Linked DNA regions of Triticum aestivum: region 1 is linked to region 2. The links are chromatin contacts, called in public Hi-C maps. All regions are on one chromosome and are shown on one strand. The core of a region is the stretch at or near the end of the contact, and the rest is flanking DNA. Distances in the headings are between cores, read along the strand shown. Region 1 holds the start of LOC123182031. Region 2 holds the start of LOC123182029 (probably inactive leucine-rich repeat receptor-like protein kinase At5g48380).

What was found. Hi-C and Micro-C count contacts between places; a contact is called where the count stands out from the background.
Region 1: a Hi-C map of leaf shows a contact between it and region 2, with 3 times the contacts expected there. The contact joins the promoter of LOC123182031 here to the promoter of LOC123182029 in region 2. A contact is called at or near these places in 2 of 5 Hi-C or Micro-C datasets (both in leaf).

What each region holds. Positions count from the first base shown.
Region 1 is chr1D:354,680,117-354,682,832 of IWGSC CS RefSeq v2.1, reverse strand. It overlaps LOC123182031, which reads left to right and starts at 1,296. Exons shown (of 3, transcript XM_044594482.1): 1 at 1,296-1,514; 2 at 1,613-1,672. The coding sequence starts at 1,296.
Region 2 is chr1D:354,520,027-354,522,726 of IWGSC CS RefSeq v2.1, reverse strand. LOC123182029 (probably inactive leucine-rich repeat receptor-like protein kinase At5g48380) reads left to right here and starts at 1,355. Exons shown (of 3, transcript XM_044594481.1): 1 at 1,355-1,565; 2 at 2,390-2,700. The coding sequence starts at 2,454.

The sequences.
Region 1 (2,716 bases), core at 47-2,546, 160 kb before region 2:
AGCAGTGGTGGAGGTACCAAAATATTATTGGGCGGGCCAGATTGAAGAAAAGCACACAAGTTTAGCTTCCCAGACCCAGTTTCACCTTATTCAATGATTTGGCCTAAGGCTGGGTGGACCACCACCCACTTTTGTTTCAACTAAGCTCCATCCCTACTCCCAATCCCGTGTGTACCAAACAACACGAGAGCTATATCTCACTCTTTACGAGGCGGTAGCTCATCTCGTCTCGCCCCTGGCACCGCTAGCATGCCGACCATGTGTGTTCTGTGGTTTTTGTGGGAGCGGTTTTAGAAAGCTAATATGGACCGGTTTGGACTAGTTGAAATTTTCGCGTGTTCTTTTCTACGTGTTTTCTATATCGTTTTTTCCTTTCGATTTTCTCCTTTTTTGTGCTCATTTATTTTTTATTGTCTTCCTTTCCTTTTATTTTTTCCTTCATTTCTGAAATACACGCAAACATTTTTCAAATGCACATAGAACATTTTTCGTATACATGATGATCAGTTTTCACATACACATTGAGTATTTCCAATTATGGGTTGAACATTTTTCTCAAATACATGTTGAACATTTTTTGATACACGATGAATATTTTTAACACACATTGAACATTATGCATAAATGCCGTGAACATGTTTTTTGAACATGCAAAACATTTTTTAACTGTTATATTTTTTTTAAATGCCACAAACATTTTTTTGAATATTCAGAACTTTTTTTACTTACCCAAATATATATATTAACATTGTATAAACATTTTTTTATATGTAGAGAACATATTTTTGAAATTTGGGGGCATTTTTTGAATGGTATAATTTTTTTATTAATCATGCATATATTTATTTACATTGTATACTTTTATTTAAATTTCTGAAACAAAATTTGAAATGCCCGAACATTTTTTAAATGTCACAAATATTTTTTGGTTGCGTGATGAAATATTGTGAGATTTTGAACCAATTATTTTTGTTTTTAAAATATTTCAAATATATAAACAAAAGTAAAAAAAAGAAGAAAAAATGAGAGGAAAAAACGAACGAAACGTAGCGGACCCACGCGACCCTATTGGGCCCGCCTCGCTTGAGGTACAGACGCGCGCTCAAGGCCTCAGGAGCCGCGCCGATGCGCGCCCCGGCCCGCGCAGATCCCAACAAATGATAAGCTTCAGGGAGCGAAGCATTCGAGGATAAGAGGAGGAAGAGCCGTTGAAGGACAAAGAAGAGATGACCATGTTGTCGCCGGCCTCCACCCACCTCCTCCGCTCCGGCTCCGCGCCTGCGGCACCCCTGCTGCCTCGCCGCGCCTCCCTGCAGCTCTCCTGCGTCGCCGGCGGAGCCGCGCCAAGGAGTAGGAGACGGAGCGGCCGCCTGGAGGTGGTCCGCGCGGCCACCGCGGAGGTGGCCGAGGCCGCCGGCGCCCCCGCCTACACCAGCGAATCCCTCATCCTCTACTTCAAGGCGGAGGGCACCATGGAGGAGAGGGCTGTTCCCAAGATCACCCAGGCTCTCGAGGTGCATTTACTGTGATTTTTTGCTGACTGGGATGGACGATGAACGTCGGCCGGTAAACCAACCGTCGATTGAGATGAACATGTGCGTGTGTGTTGTAGGGGATGGACGGCGTCACTGACCTGGAGGTGCTCATCGAAGAAGGCATCGGAAGTGTTGTGGTAAATTTGCCCCCCTCTGCTCCTACTTTTCATCGTCAATTGCTCCCAGTATTCAGTGTGCACGTATACATACATGCATTTCTTTTGCGTGGAATATATCTGTCTGCAGTCATACGCTCAAACCATTATCCCAATTTTGTAAACACATTAGATTCTGTGAAGTGCACTATCTGGAAAGTGCAAACGCAAGAATAGACTGCCTTGCAAGCAGAGAGGGCGTTATCGTCAGATAGTATCCTTTTAGTAGTTTAATTTTCGTACAGATTTTGTCAAAAGGAAAACCCACAAATGCTTAAATTTTCTTTTTGTCTGGCACTCAGTTATCTGAAAGAATCAACAAAGAAAGCAAAACACAATTAGCTACACAGAGATCTCTGCAAGCCAGTTCTGTAATCCTGCCTATATTGCTGACAGATTAACCATGGATACATGATCATGGGAGATGAAAGCAGCGCTATAGATTCTTATATCCATTACTTATAGAGTGATTTGTGGTCACAACACTTAACAAACGAAAACGCTGTTATGGACAATGTGGTGAGGACAAGGAAAGCTCCTTGCAGATTTGCAGTGGCTCTATGCTCAGGGCACCTGGAGAGCACAGCAAACAATTATCAGTTTGGTGACTATAACTTTTTTACCACATTGGAAAACAATGTGCAGGGACTAATTAATTTCTTAAACACTTATCTGGTTTTTCACTTAAGCATTTGCAGGGCAGATATGTCCTCGTGTTAGATAACTAGTAAAAATACCACTTAAGTTGAAACTTGAAAACCATTTGTTTTGAAAACCAGATAAAGATCGAAACTCCAAATGGTTAAGATGTACGTAGGGCCGTTTGCACTGCTTTGTTGACGAGCTTCTATTTTCACCAAGAAGTCAAATCTATTTTCAAGTTTTCTCAGACTTCTAAACTTGATTTTCCTTATAGTGTGAGGAAATGAAATACGGCATAACCTTTAGTTTCGTGAAACACCCAAGGCCTAGCATAAACTGCAGTGTTTTGTTAGCCCAAAAAGTACAAAAAAAAAGTGTTAAACT
Region 2 (2,700 bases), core at 106-2,605:
GCTCCAGCTTGCTTTGGGGCCCTGAAATCTAGGAGTGAGTTGCCTTCTATACGAGTTTGTTAGGTGTAGTGGCAGAGCTTGAAGCCCAACTCTGGGCAGGCCAAAATGAAAGAAATAGCCTGTGGACTGGTGTTCTGAGGCCCAACAGTAAAAAAATATTATGTACAAATTTCAAAATGTTGGGCAGGCCACGGCCCATCAGGTCATGTTGTACCTTTGCCATTGGTTAGGTGTTAGGGCCACGTCTCCGACACCAAGGTGAAGCAGGAAAAACGTGACAAACTTGGAACCAAAATTGATTCAATCAGAGTCACTATTTTTCCGCTATTAGTTACCACCTGAAAATATTCAAAAACCGAAAGAGATAGTGAAGTAACTTTTCAAAGAAAAAAGATATGTTTGGGAGGGGAGGGGGGGTGTGGGGAGAAAATGCATCAGTTTGATCCCTAAATAACCGCCCCACTTGCCAAGAAATATTGTCTACTGTTTTCTTGATAAATTTGAATTATAAAATGCTCTTTTTGGTGTCTTTTCTTATAAAAAGTTAGATGGAGACAATATGCTTTTTCAAACGATCTGTCTTTTGAAACATTGTACAAACGCAAACGCTCATGTACATGCAGCCCTATGAACGTGCTCACACATCTTCGCGGGACTGGGCCGATACATCTCAAAATTGACGAAGTCGCAACATGCGCGTCGTAATCGAAGGTAACTTCATTTCCCACTGAACGAACATCGCTGAAATCTGGAAAAAAAATCCAAAAAAATGCGAGCATCACTGTAAAATCTAGAACTTGATTTTCACCACAAGGAATCTAATCATCTGAGCTACGCCCAGTTCGACAAATGAGTTTTTTAGTTCCCTATACAACATTATTTGCGCAAACTTGGTGTTAAAATGGAGAAATATTTGCTAGTTTTATAGCGAAAATTAAGTCCAGGTTGAAACTTTACCCGCGTTCGTTTTCCTGTTGTAATGTTTGGTCGTTGTTTTATATATAAATTGGGGGGAAAGACTTTTTCCGCTAAGCTTTACGAGCGTGCAATATACTCCGAATGTTAGCAGTCACGATCATGGCCGCGGTAACCCGGAAACCCGAATGGTGAACGCCCTTGGCTAGTTCCTGCAATATTTTCCGTGGTCACGACGGAGAAAAAGGAGGGGACCCGAGACCCGTCACCCACCACCTCCTCCATTCCGACCTCAGTGACACGGTGGCGCCGTAGCCATTCGTCCGGCCGGCCACCCATCATCAAGAGAGAGCAGACGGGTTGACTGGGGCAGTTGACCAGCAAAGTCCGTGGATCTCCGCGTCCCCCAGTCTCCATACTGCGCGCCCCTCTCGCCCTCGCCGGGCCCACGGCTGGGCCCCCACACGCTTAGAAAAACTCTCTCGCCTCCACTTTCTTTTCCCTTTCTTTGACGGGCGGCTGCTCTCCTCTCCTCTCCTCCCACCTCCGGTCCTCCCTCCTCCCCCCACTACTCACAGACTCTTCTCCCCTCCTCCTCCTCCTCCCTGGGTCCTCCCGGTTCCCACCTATGCACGGACGGCGAGCTTCAGGTAATCGATTCGGCCTCGCCTCTTCTCTTATTTTTCTGGATTTTGTAGATGTTCCTTCATGCTCTGCTGTGGCGCGAATGATCTTTCGGAGTGCGCGAGCTCTGGGTTGGTTGGTGCCGCTGTGGATGCGGGTTCTTGGGGGGCTACGGTAGCGGTTCGCAGAGTTGCCATGTCCATGTACGGCGAGGAAGAAATCGCTTGTTTTTGGCCTGATTGGTGCGGGTTTGTTGCTGGGGAAGCAGCAGCAACAGCCCCCGGGAGGGAAATCAGGGAAAAAATAGCATACACATATGCGACATATGGATGGTGCGGCGCCATTCCTTTTGGAGATTTTTCTTTGCTGCCCCTTAGATTTTCTTCTTTCTGGAAAGTGCGCCTTTTGGCAGTTCGAGCCGTTCGCTTCTGTTGTGAGAAATCGAGATATTTATAATAAGAAAAAGCCCGCTGGTTGTTTCTATCTATAAATAATAACTGTGGTCTCGATTGATGGTTCAGCAGTCAGGAACTGCCTCCGGTTGCAAGTTTCCACTTATGTTTACAGACAAGTAATGGAAGAACAAGTTTTTACTGTTATTGTTAGGGGTGATGATTAATTACCATGCGACCAATTGCACTTATTCCTTCGTGCTAATCGTAGCCGAACCTTGGCATCATATGTTATTTGCTATGGCTGTAGTGGGGATCAGTTCCCCATTGATGTTGTCCTTGTGTTATGCTTTTCAGTACTGCAATCAAATCAATATTTTCGTTTTAGAATATATGGCTGCTATCACCAACTCTATGTGTGTCTCTAATTTTATAAATTCGATTACGTTTACGTGTAGGTGAAGCTTGAACCTACAAGTGGTATTGTCACGGAGGAGAGGCCACGTTAGGCGCAAGTGCTCGATGGCAAATCATTATGCTCCTCTGAGGGTTATTCTTGTACTGCTGTTGGTCTTCACTTGTTTCGCCTCTGAAGCTGATATCCAATGCCTGAAATCTGTTCAGCAGTCAGTGGACCCCAACGGTGTACTCAAATCCTCATGGAATTTTGAGAACGACACTGCTGGTTTCACATGCCGATTTACTGGCGTGGAATGTTGGCACCCGGATGAGGACCGAGTTCTTTCTTTGCGCCTAGGCAACCTTGGTC